2 separate regions of the Danio rerio genome follow, and region 1 is linked to region 2. A link is a contact called in public Micro-C data. All regions are on one chromosome and are shown on one strand. The core of a region is the stretch at or near the end of the contact, and the rest is flanking DNA. Distances in the headings are between cores, read along the strand shown. Region 1 overlaps pcdh2g1 (protocadherin 2 gamma 1). Region 2 overlaps diaph1 (diaphanous related formin 1).

Region 1 (6,751 bases), core at 2,150-4,649, 91 kb after region 2:
AACGTGCTGGATAAGTTGGCGGTTCATTCCGCTGTGACATTCATCAGGGGTCGCCACAGCAGAGTGAACCACCAACATATGTTTTGATGCTTTTCCTACACTGGGAAGCACACATACACTCTTGCGTTCACACTCGTACTCTATGGCCAGTTTAGCTTATTCAATTCCCCCATAGTGCATGTGTTTGGGCTGTGAGGGAAACCGGAGCACCCGGAAGTAACCCACGCCAACATGGGGAGAACATGCAAACTCCACACAGAGACGCCACCTTGCCCAGACAAGGCTCAAACAAGCGACCACATGGTGTGAGTCGAACATGGCTACCCACTGCGTCTCCACGCCCCCCTTTTTCTATAATATATATATATATATATATTTAATTAATTGTCTTATTTTCTAAAAACCAAGTGACATTAAAGACTGCAAATAAAGAGGTAGATGAATCAGCTTTTGCGTCATAAGAATAAGTAATATTTTGCAATACGTTCCAATAGATTTCTTTTAATTATTGCAATATTTCTCACTAACACTATTCACTATATTTTGATCATATAACCCGCAGCCTTGGTGAGCAAAAGAAACGTCTTTAACAAAATAAGTAAATCCTTATCCCCATTAGTGGCAGCAAAGCATTTGATTGGCTGTGGGGATGAGCGTGCTCTCACCTCATTGGTTGAGTTCATTAAGTGCTTCCTAGTTAAAGTCATGTTAAGCGTGTTGTTGTGACTCAAAATGGGAGTCTTGACGAACACAAAGTCGCTCCTGCTGGAGAGCGTCGAGTAGCAGGGCCTGTACGTCCTGGTGTGAGGCTCCTGAGGGCCTCCGACCACCTCCATGTATCTGATGGGTCCGTCAGTGTTCAGCTGGAGGTGAAGGTCTTTGTTTGCTCTCTGCTGGTAAGCATGGCGAGAACGCAATCCCGATCTGGAGTAGCAGCATGTAGATCCGCCCTTGTGCCTGATGCACCGTACCAAGAGTATCGCCATTGTTAACAGCGACACCAAAGTCACACAACCCAGGGAGATTATGAGGTATAGTGTGACGTCAGTCATTCCAGTCGCTTTGCGAGGAGTCATGCGAAAGTCTGTCGATTTGTCTGGGGTTTTCTCCTCGATGGTAACTGTGACCATAACACTAGTGGACAAAGCTGGATCGCCATTGTCTCGCACATTCACAACGAAGTTGTATGCTGGGTGGGTTTTACCACCCTGTTCGTCGTCCATGAGTTTCTGTGCAGTACGCAGCTCGCCAGTGTGCAGTTCAATGTGAAACAGTGACGAATCGTCTCCGGGAGCAATGGTGTAGAAGAGCCAAGCATTGTGGCCGCTGTCCGAATCAACAGCGACTATTTTATTGACACGATGGCCCACTGGAACTCCATGCGGGACTGTCAGCTGGAGCCCCGTCTCTTCAGAGTGCGCCGGGTACAGGATAACCGGTGGGTTATCGTTCTTGTCAACCACAAAAACGTGCACGGTGACATTGGATGCCTGGGGCGGCACGCCAGCATCACGCACCTGCACTTCGATCCTGAACGCATTCATCTGCTCATAATCCAGAGAGCGCATGGTGAAGATGTTTCCGTTCTCTGGGTTGATGTAGACGTATGAGGATATGGGGCTGCCGTGGATGCTGCTGGGCAGGATTGAGTAGGACAAGCGGGCGTTGTCGCCGACGTCTGGATCTGTCGCCGAAACGCTCGCTATTGGAGTACCGGGAGCGTTATTTTCTGCTACATCCACTGAGTAGGAGCTCTGCGAGAACACCGGAGCGTTATCGTTAACGTCTGACAGGCGCACCGCAAAGCGCTTCTCAGAGGACAGCGGAGGCGAGCCGGAGTCAGTCGCCGTGACAACAACAGTGTACTCATCAATGGCTTCTCTGTCTAGACGTCCGTCCGTCACAAGCGTGTAGTGTTCTCCAAAAGCTGACTTGAGCTTAAACGGAAGTCCTTGGGACACTTTAAGTGTCACTTTCCCGTTATCCCCTGAATCTAAGTCCTTCGCACTGATCAGTGCTATAACAGTCCCGCTGTCAGCATCCTCCCGGATGGGGCTGGTCAGAGACGTTAATGTCACCTCCGGAGTGTTATCGTTCACATCGATTATTTCCACTTTGATGTTGCATGAGCCCTCCATGGCGGGAGAGCCTCCATCCCTGGCCTGAACAGTGATGTCATACACATTTGCTTCCTCATAGTCCACATCCCCCACAACACGGATTTCCCCCGATTTAGAATCGACGCTGAACATCTTCAGTATTCTCTCTGGAGTGTACTTACTGAATGAGTAGGATATCTTCCCGTTTACGCCAGAGTCCACATCGGTGGTGTTTAGTTTGGTCACGAGTGTCCCCGGAGGAGAGTTCTCCAAAAGGCTGACCCTTTTGACCGGCTCATCAAACACAGGCGCGTTGTCATTCACGTCCAGGATCTTAATGAGCAGAAGGGTGGTCCCGGATTTCTCCGGCTGTCCTCCGTCCACAGCCGTGAGCAGGAGTTGAAACGCGGAAATCGTCTCGCGATCCAAAGCCTTCTCCAGAGTCAGCTCTGGAAATTTGCTGCCGTCGCTTTTGGTCTCCACGTGTAAAACAAAGTAGTCGCTCGCGGAGAGGCTGTACGTGCGCAGCGAGTTAATGCCCACATCGGGATCGCGCGCGCTCTCCAAGCGGAACCGCGTTCCCGGAGCGGCCGCCTCGGATATCTCAAGTGATGAATTCGCGTTTGGGAACTGCGGCGCGTTGTCGTTCACATCATCAATCTGAATAAGAACTCTGTGGATTTCCAAAGGGTTCTGAAGAAGGATTTGAAGGTGCAAAGAGCAAGTTGTGCTTAAAGCGCAAATGCGCTCCCTGTCTATCGTCTCTCTAATAACCAAGACACCGTTAGAATTGACCTCGAAGTACTGCGCGTTAGACTCCGACACAACTTTTAGATTTCTTTCAGTAATCCTCGTCGCGCTGAGACCCAAATCCCTCGCTATACTCCCAACGACGGAACCCGGCTTCTGTTCCTCGGGTACCGAATAACGGAGCTCCCCGCTCGACACGGAGAGATGCATGAGGCAGAGCGCGAGGCAGAGCACGGGCCATGAGCGGCTGCGCTCCATTATGCGCGGACAGGGGAGGGGAAAAGTTTCAACTTTTCCGTCTTATAGATCCCATATTCCAGTCGAAGCGGCGCTACGATGTCGCGCGTAACGCAATCCGATTCGCGCGGACAGAAAGAAGAAGTTTAACATAACTCATGATGGCTGTAAACCTTTCGGGAAATTACACGAGAGGAAAAACAGTCCTCCATCCAGCTCTTCTCCAAAACTCCCTGAATTAGCTGCGCCTCCGCTGCGCAACAGGGCGGAGACTGAGTCACAAAGAGGTCCGTCCTATTGCGCGCACACACACACATAGTGAGTGAGAGAGAGAAAGAGCGAGGGCTGGTAAGAGAGCGAGAGAGAAAGAGACCCACACACACACACATCTCCTCGAGCTTGCAGAAACTTTCACAGCTCAGGTCGACCTGTTTCCAGCGCACATGCCAGGGATCCCATGTGGTTTAAAATATTTACGAGCCCCGATAAAGAACATTAGGGGCTAAAAGGAACGCTGGCAATTTGCGAACACAGCCACAGACCACAGAAAACATCGAAGACATTTACTGATAACACAGACAATGTGATAAACTCGCATCAGATGTTCAGTAATGATAATCAACTGAAAAGAAATGATACAAGGGCGAATTAATAAAGAATACAAACACAACTCTGTACTGCAGCGACTCGCCACTAGACGGCGCAGTTTCAACATGATGCATTTATTCTTCTCTTTATTTAAAAGTATTGGATTACTATATATATATATATATATATATATATATATATATATATATATATATATATATATATATATATATATATATATATATATATATATATATATATATATATATATTCCAAATATTAATTTCCAGATTTAAACTAGTTCCTTTCTTCTGCTGCTCCTAAAGAAAGTTATTTAGAAGAATATGGCTAACAAACCGTTTTAGATCCCCATTGAGTTCCATTATTATAAAACAATATATAATAAAATAAAAATCTAATAATAATAATAATAATAATAATAATAATAATTATTATTATAATTATAATTATAATTATAATTATTGTTATTATTATGTTTCCCAATACTGAGTTGCAGCTGGAAGGGCATCCGCTGTGTAAAACATATGCTGGATAAGTTGGCGGTTCATTCCGCTGTGGCGACCCTTGATGAATAAAGGGACTAAACCAAATGAAAAATTGATAAATAAATGAATTATTATTATTATTATTATTTTTATTATGTTTCCCAATACTGAGTTGCAGCTGGAAGGGCATTCACTGTGTAAAACATATGCTGGATAAGTTGGCGGTTCATTCCGCTGTGGCGACCATTGATGAATAAAGGGACTGAACCAAAGGAAATTGAATGAACAAATGAATTATTATTATTATTATTATTATTATTATTATTATTATTATTATTATTATTATATTATTATTATTCATTTTCCTTCGGCTTAGTTCTTTATTTATCAGGGATTGTCATGGTGCTACATAAATTAATCATGAATAAAACACAACACTGAACATACTGTAAGAGCTATGGTAAAAAGGTTTATTATTGTGCAAAAGAGTTGTTTAAGGTTGAAGCAAGCTGTGCAACATGATTGTGGTACATTTATAGTAAACATCATTTTCATCATTGAGGCTTTGTAAGATGGAGTTTAGATAAAGTAAAAGGTGTTTCTACAGGTGATGAAGAAATGTTAGATAATGTTGGAATAGTTTACACTACAATAAGGTTAATAATTCCATTAACAAATGCTTTGCTTATGACAAATACTTTTAATAAATGGTTAACAAACATGAATAACATGCAAGTTTAAGCTGAGGTTTTCACGTTAACACTTCAAAACCGGCATGTTATTCATGTTTGTTAACACTTTACTAACATGATTTACCATTAAAAAAGCATTTGCTAATGGAATTATGAATTTTATTGTAAAGTCTTACATGTTACTAAGATTTGTTTATTATTTGTTCAGGCTAACTAATGTATTAATGAATGTATTAACACATTAATGTTTAGTTTACATATCAGATTTACTATTATCTAATCCATAATAATGTTATCTAATCCATGAACAAATGCAGCAGTGTATGTGTAAATAGACATGATCTAATTAGGCTGTTAATGTAAAGAGGTGCACTAGAATATGAGTAAGTAAACATCAACCAAGATGATGCAATTCATCAAAGTCATTATTCACCATTGGTTCATGTTAAATGATGTGTTAAATAAAAGATTCATATATGTTTAGTTGACATTAACAAAGATTAATTAATGCATAACAGAAGTGTTGTTCACTGTTAGTTCATGTTGCTTTAACTAACATTATCTAATACACCCTTAGTGTAAAGTGTTTCCATAATTGGGTAAGAATAATAAAATATTAATATCAGAAATATTTGGTGATATTGTGGGATGATATTATTTATTATTTATATATTTAAATAATATAAACTACACAGTTTTTTTGTTTTTATTTTTGTATCTTTAAATGATTAACAATTTGTGTGATATCAAATTTTAATTCATGCATTTTCCTACTTTTTAAATTAATAAAATCTTATACATGCAGTTCTCAATCATTTTAACTTCACATTCCAACAAGCTTTTAGACAGAAGAATAGCATTAGACTGTTTCCGCCTTATGAAATTAACATATGAAAATGAATCATGTTCATGTTGATTAATGCATTAAATAACTCATCAATATGTTTATACTACTATTATATTAAATAATGCAAAACAGAAGTGTTGTTCACTCTTAATGCCTTTTATCTAATGCATTTACTAACATTAACTCATAGACACTTATTGTAAAGTGTTACCAAAATTATTATTATTCTCCTTTTAGATAATGTCCATTCATCTAAATATGATATTGTAAAATAAACTCAAACCATTTGAGGTCAGTAAATCTATCGTTTTATGTGCAGATGATAGATTTGTAGACCTCTTAGGCTTGTATTTTAAACCATAACCATGTGACCGACATATGCGTGTGTGTATGTGTGTGTGTATGTGTGTGTGAGTGTTATCTTTACTGCCGACCAGTGGTGACTTTCCTGAACTGCAGATCGGCGCTTTTGGGTTCTGCAGCAGACGGGAGGGGCGAGCTGAAACACGCTGTACACGCGCATGCACATTTCAGAGCACAAAAGAAACAGAAACACTGCAGCAATTGTGTTACATGCAAGAGGAAAGATTAAACGCTCGACGGAAACAAGCAATTATATATACAAGCATGTAAACAAAGCATGTTTTCGAGCTGAGAGAGAGCGCGAATGCTCATGTTAGATATGCAACGGGAAGGAGAAGGAGGGCAATGACATAGCCAGTTTCAGCACTACAATGGCGGACAGCGACACTCCGCGAAAACACTGCTTCTGCATGCAGCCGATGACACACACACAGACACAGACGTGTTCCTATACTCTCAGAAATGAAGGTACAGGAGCTGTCACTGGGGCAGTACCTTTTTAAAAGGTACATATTTGTACCGGAAGGGTACATAATGGTACCTCAAAGATACTTTTTAGGTACATTTGAGTACTAATATACACTTTTTAGATACATTTGGATACTAATATGCACTTTTTAGGTAGATTTGGGTACTAATATGCACCTTTTAGGTACATTTGGGTACTAA
Region 2 (6,736 bases), core at 899-3,398:
TAGATTACTGAAGTATGCAGTGTGTGTGTGTGTGTGTGTGTGTGTGTGTGTGTGTTTGCTGTTGAGCGCGCTCATCTTCTCTCAAACACACACATTCTTTCCTTTAGGATTTTGTGTTTGGAAGTGTGTGTGTGTGTGTGTGTGTGTGTGTGTGTGTGTGTGTGTGTGTGTGTGTGTGTGTGTGTGTGTGTGTGTGTGTGTGTGTGTGTGTGTGTTTAAAAATGTTCTTCAACTTGAAAATAAGAGTTTCCCGCTTGTTTAAAACTGATTCTCTGAATGCTCGAGTGGAACGAAGTGTGAGTTTGACATGTGACAGATTTCTACAGCGAAGACCCCAGAAGCTTTAGTTTAACATTATACATCATATTTATAAGCATTTATAAGTATTTTTCTTTAACTATATTATATATTATTAGTTTTATTGTATCAGAAGATTAAACTAAGACATTTATAATATTTTTATAGGTGAAATTGTTTTATTATTATTATTATTATTTTTATTATTACGGTTTTAGGAGTTACTAGATCTCTTTCAGGTATTTTAATTTATATTATATAACAGTAATCTTGATTCATTCAATGCTGTAATGTGACAAAGTTCAACATTGAAATTCAACATATTTCATATGCAGAAAAGTACAGGAACGCTACAGTAAAATGTTACAAATGATGCCAGTAAGTATTTTAAAGTATTTTATCTACTCTTTTCCCAACTATATACTGGTTTTAGTGTGTAGGAAAATAAAATTAAAGGAATTATAATCAACTTTTGCTTCATTGATTGCAATAGTTTTATAATTATTATTATTATTATTATAATTATTATTATTATTATTATTATTATTATTATTGTAAGATTATAATTATCAATAAGATTATTCATGATATAAAAAACACGACACATTTTTACAGGACATTATGCTTAGTATTTTATTTATATATATATATATATATATATATATATATATATATATATATATATATATATATATATATATATATTATAATATATATATATATATATATATATATATATATATATATAATATATATATATATATATATATATATATATATATATATAATATATATATATATATATATATAATATATATATATATAACAAAACAATCGCAAACTTTGTCTCCTATGCCAGCATTGAATGAATCAAGATTACTATGAATTAATTTATATATTATTATATATATATATATATATATATATTATATATATATATATATATATATATATATATATATATATATATAATAATATATAAATTAATTCATAGTAATCTTGATTCATTCAATGCTGGCATAGGAGACAAAGTTTGCGATTGTTTTGTTACAGAAAAGTGTTTCAGTTACATGTTACAAATGACGCCATTTGGGCATTTTAAAATATTTTTTCTTGTATTTTACACTCTGTATTACTAGTTTTAGTGTATGAGAAGATAAAACTAGGAGATGTATAATCCAATTTAACTTTTGACTCTTGTTGAGAAACAAAAAAGAGGAAAAACACATGAAAATGTTTGTAAGTCATTATGCATGCAGAATAATACTTGTGTTACTCGAACTTTCAGCTTTTTTCATACATTGTAATTCATATATTTTTTTTAATTCATAATAATTTATTCAGTGCAGAAATGTGACAAAGTTTGAGATTTATTGTTACAGAAAAGCTTCAGTGAGATGTTTCTTAGCATTTTTGTTTTAAATTCTTAACTTGTTTTTCCCCTTTAATTGTATATTACTAGTTTTAGTGCATACTTTAGGACGAACTTTTCTCCATATTTCAAAAGTAAAGTGTCCCTAAAGTGTTAGTGAGGCAAACATTGCCTGTTTTGTAAGAAGTTTGAATGCGAGTCAGCAGTGCGTCTGTGTGGCCGCTAGAGGCGCCAGCGCTCCACCATAAACTTCCACACAACAAAGGAGTCTGTCAGCACAGTGCACTCTAGCCTAAAAATACTCTCAAATGAAAGAGCGAGAGATGAAAGAACACAGTTGCTCTTTGTGCGAGCAGATTGTATTGAACTGCTGCTGAAGTGTTCAGTCATATTCACTTTATCATGCCGGACATGTGTCTCTGTCTTTCTCTCGTTCTCTCTCTGACCTTCCACTCGCATAAACTCTCGCCTTATATGGGAAAAGAAGAGTGTGTGAGTGTGTGTGTGTGTGCTTAAAGTGAGATCAGGAGTTCCAGAAACAGCAGACAAGATGTCCGTGGCTCACTCTGAACTAATAAACACAGAAACACACTCATGTGCTGCAAACAAAGAGGTACTGGTGTGTAAAAACAGATTACAACACACACATTTAGCATTTTCACATGCTTGTTTGTAGTGTTTACAAGTATTAGTGTTTACACTTGTGACCAAGCAGTCCATTTATGAAAGTGATATTGATCAGAAATGTTTCTTGAGCATTTAAAAGTGTAATAATATTTAATAATTCTACTAATTTGCTGATAATCTGAGCATTGATATATGTTAATGATACTATATTTAGCATTTAATAAGTTATTTTGAATGTTTTAGTCATTGGTAAATGACGTGTCCTCATTTCCAGTGTGTGTGTGTGTGTGTGTGTGGCAGCTGTGTACTGAGAGGCTGGATGCCATGAGAGGAAGATAAAAGGCTGAATGGATGAATAGACCTCAGGCAATTCGAGAATACAAAAGGCAGCAGGAGTTTTACAGCACAATCCAGAAACAATAACTTTAAAGAGAGTGTGTGTGATATGTTCTGATTGTGCAGATGCACACACATTCTTGTAAGTGTACTGTTAATGTGAAACAGATGTGCTGAGTGAGTGCTGCAGTTCTCCTTGCGGCCTGCAGGGGCGCTATTGGCTCATAAATGAGTTTAAATCCCGTTTGAGTTCGTGTGTGTGTGTGTGTGTGGGAGAGAGACTAGCAGCCATTTTGAACGCAGATCCCATTTTATGAATCACACACACATGGTGATATGGCTGTGTGTGTGTGTGCACCCTGGCGGAGTATAATCAATCACACATGCGCACACACACGCTGACCCACTGACAGAGATTTGAGCTCATGTTGTGTCGTGGTCAGATTAGTGATCTCTATCTAGTGTTTTGTTTCCTGCGATGTTTGTGTCTGTTGCATATTTGAGGTTAAGGTGTTTGGGTTGTGTTGGTGTTAAGTTAACTTAATCGATTTGTGTTGAGACAGCATGAATGAGTCGTGTGGAAGCCTGCATATTTATATTTTACAGTGTGTGTTGATGTTTCTGTCGGCGCATAATATTAGGAAAACCTAATTGTGTTGGTCAGACTTAAAGCTCTGTTCCTGCTTTTGTGTGTGTGTGTGTGTGTGTGTGTGTGTGTTACAATATTAGCAGCCATTCTTATGAACTAAAGTGTAAAACCGAGAGTGATTGTGTGTGTGTGTGTGTGTGTGTGTGTGTGTGTGTGTGTGTGTGTGTGTGTGTGTGTGTGTGTGTGTTACAATATTAGGAGGCATTCTTATGAACTAAAGTGTAAAACCGAGAGTGATTGTGTGTGTGTGTGTGTGTGTGTGTGTGTGTGTGTGTGTGTGTGTGTGTGTGTGTGTGTGTGTTTTACAATATTAGGAGCCATTCTTATGAACTAAAGTGTAAAACCGAGAGTGATTGTGTGTGTGTGTGTATGTGTGTGTGTGTGTGTGTGTGTGTGTGTGTGTGTGTGTGTGTGTGTGTGTGTGTTTTACAATATTAGGAGCCATTCTTATGAACTAAAGTGTAAAACCGAGAGTGATTTTGTGTGTGTGTGTGTGCGTGTGTGTGTGTGTGTGTGTGTGTGTGTGTGTGTGTGTCTGTGTGTGTGTGTGTGTGTTCAGAGTTTGAGCGTTTCCATATGCTGCTGTAACTCAATACACACACTCGGATGCCAGACATGAATGTTCTGCCTGGAAATGAGCTACAAAGAGGAGAACACAGCTTTTGAAAGCGGCTGAAAACGGAGGAGAGAAACTATTGAGGAAGAATAATGTATGTGAGTGTGAAAAAACACACAGGCCAGATTGCAGAGCAGCGCGAGATGATCTTGAGTGTGTGTTTTCTGGTGTGAGCGAGAGATTATTATACACACACACACACACACACACACACACATCAGCTGATGGTCAGTGTGAACTTCTGTCTTCATGTTTCACTGAAGCTGCTGGACGCTTGACTCTTGACCTCTGACCTCCTGCTGCTCCTCACAGTCTGTCTTTAGAACAGAGAACACTGAAGTGTGCGTGCGTGTGTGCGTGCGTGCGTGTGTGTGTGCGTGTGTGTGTTTGTGTTTGTGTGTGTGTTTGTGTGTGTGTTTGTGTGTGTGTGTGTGTGTGAGTTCATTTTTTGTTTAGATGTTTGTTGTTGAGTCTTTTTTCTTTGTTATTTTTAATTATGAGCTCATTTTTGCAGCTGTAAAGTAGCGTAGACCCAATATTCATGATTTTATTGTGTGTGTTTTGTGTTCTTGTTGTGCTTTATCATGAATTACTCAAACTAATGTTCTATAATTAAAAAAAGCGATTAAATAAAATTTAAAGAAACATTTAAAATGAAGAAGAAGGCTACTTTTACTGATTAAACTAAAATATATATATATTAGTTGAAGTCAGAATTATTCTAATAATTATTAGAATATTATTATTATAATTATATTCTATAGAATATTATAATTATTATATTTATATTCTAATTCTAATAATATTGTCCTTAAAATGGCTTTTAAAAAATTAAAAAACTGCTTTCATTCATGCCAAAATAAAACAAATAAGACTTTCTCCAGAAGAAAAATTATTATCAGACAGACTGTGTAAATTGCCTTGCTCTGTTGATCATAATTTGGGAAATATTTAAAAAAAGAAAATAAGGGGTTTAATAATTCAGATTTTAATTATATATATATATTACAGTTAGTGTAAAAAAAAATAACTACAATGCTGAAATGTTTAGTGTGTAGTGTTTTCTGAAGTTTGTCATTTATTTTATTGTTTTTTTAGTAGAAAAAAAGATAAAAGTTTAATTAAAAATGTTCAATAGAAATATTTTTAAATACATCTACATTTTTTATAAAGTGATTAAAATAACTAAAGCTCAGGTGGAATTAAAGCTAAAACAAAAATATATTTTTTTTTTAGCGTATTAAACTATTAACAAGTTGTTTTCTTGTTTTTGGTATTGAAAGTTGAACTAAAAATATATACAAAATAATTAAAGTTAAACATTTATGTAAAATTAAATAAAAAACTTTCTCGCTTTGATGAATAACTGAAAAAATAAGGTTATTTGTAGGAGTGACAACAATAAAAAAATAATTAAATAACTTTAATAATAATTTAAATAAAATTAAAAATAGTTTAAAAATAATTAAAGTTTTAATTTTATCATGTATTATTGAAAAAGTCCTATTTTATATACATTACAATTGGTGTTTATTTGTTTGCCATTCTTGATTGAATTTATTATAGTTGTATTTAATTGAATTTAATTTAGTTAATTGTTGGGCATGTACATTTTATACAGAAGTTCTCTCTCAGAACCCGAGGCCAAAGTCACACACTAAGTGCTTACTTTCGGTTTTATTATGTGTTTCTAGCTAAGAAAGATCAAGAGGCGTCAGAAGAGAAGAAAAGCGCTCAGAAGAAGAAAGTGAAAGAGCTGAAGGTGCTCGACTCCAAAACATCCCAGAATCTCTGTGAGTATCAGCCTGAGCATCAGCGCTCACATGAGAAATACTGCACTGCTCTGACACTGTGTGTGTGTGTGTGTGTGTGTGTGTGTGTGTGTGTGTGTGTGTGTGTGTGTGTGCGTGTGTGCGTGTGTGTGTGTGTGTGTGTGTGTGTGTGTGTGTGTGTGTGTTGCAGCTATATTCTTGGGTTCAAACCGGCTGCCTTATGAAGAGATGAAAACTGTCATCCTGGAGGTCAATGAGACGCTTCTCACTGAAAACATGGTGCAGGTATGAGTAAATAGAGTTTTGTTTATTGACTTATACTTTATAAGATTTGATCATGAATGAACTCATATATAATATTTGTGTAAAGATATTGTCCAAGAACAACAGGGATTTTTGCCATTATCTGATTTTTTAGCAATTATTTACTTTACCCTAACCTTAGGTGCCAATTAATCTGCCAACCTGCGGTATGATGTCACAGTATTTTAGAGTTAGGTCACCCAAAATCACAAACTGCAATCACAAACTGAGGGGATGGGGGGAGTCGGTGGAGCGACGACGCGAGGAAGCGATCACAAATTGAGGAGCGGGGAAGGGGGGCGGGGTGGAGTGACAACGCGGGGAAGCCTTCACAAACTGAGGAACGATCACAAACTGAAGGCTGATTTATACTTCTGCATCAAACACCGGCGTATGCTACGGCGCTGACGCATAGCCCTTCGCCGTGGCCATCGCCGTCACTGACGTGCACCTCTCAAAAAATGTAACTACACGTCGCAACGACGTGTAGCGCAAGCTCTGTGATTGGTCGGCTTGGTAGCGCTGACGAGTCTGGGCGGGACCGAGAGCCGCGCGAATGGCGCTACGCCGCGCGAGCGATTGTTTACAAGTGTGGAATCCCGTAAAGGAGCTCCGGATGGAACGTTTTGTTTTGTGTTTACCTCATAGTTAAAGTTGTTGCACGTCCGCCGGTTCCTGCCTCAAAATGAGCGAGTTTGAGCCACTTGTACATCCCGGAAGTGTTCAGGAAAACCAAAACAGCAGCGAAGAAACTCGACACAGAG

Evidence for each region. Hi-C and Micro-C count contacts between places; a contact is called where the count stands out from the background.
Region 1: a Micro-C map of caudal fin shows a contact between it and region 2, with 6 times the contacts expected there. The contact joins two enhancer-like sites. A contact is called at or near these places in 5 of 18 Hi-C or Micro-C datasets (caudal fin, embryo, fibroblasts and 2 more) and 2 of 4 datasets of contacts at active chromatin or transcription factors (embryo and gastrula embryo).

Annotation. Positions count from the first base shown.
Region 1 is chr14:2,422,727-2,429,477 of GRCz12tu, forward strand. The region is part of intron 1 of pcdh2g1 (protocadherin 2 gamma 1); the gene reads right to left. The region is part of intron 4 of pcdh2g2 (protocadherin 2 gamma 2); the gene reads right to left. The region is part of intron 1 of pcdh2g5 (protocadherin 2 gamma 5); the gene reads right to left. The region is part of intron 2 of pcdh2g6 (protocadherin 2 gamma 6); the gene reads right to left. It also overlaps pcdh2g7, pcdh2g8, pcdh2g9, pcdh2g12, pcdh2g13 and pcdh2g16, and 1 more gene. Among named protein-coding and RNA genes, the nearest start is that of pcdh2g28, 38 kb to the right of the region's middle. Within about 2 kb of position 3,400, at least 49 of the 62 cell types and tissues checked have an H3K27ac peak or open chromatin away from gene starts, as enhancers often do. A contact at or near this core is called in caudal fin, where this site is marked.
Region 2 is chr14:2,333,098-2,339,833 of GRCz12tu, forward strand. It overlaps diaph1 (diaphanous related formin 1), which reads left to right. Exons shown (of 26, transcript XM_073922444.1): 17 at 5,592-5,690; 18 at 5,860-5,954. Among named protein-coding and RNA genes, the nearest start is that of pcdh2g28, 130 kb to the right of the region's middle. Within about 2 kb of position 2,149, at least 36 of the 62 cell types and tissues checked have an H3K27ac peak or open chromatin away from gene starts, as enhancers often do. A contact at or near this core is called in caudal fin, where this site is marked.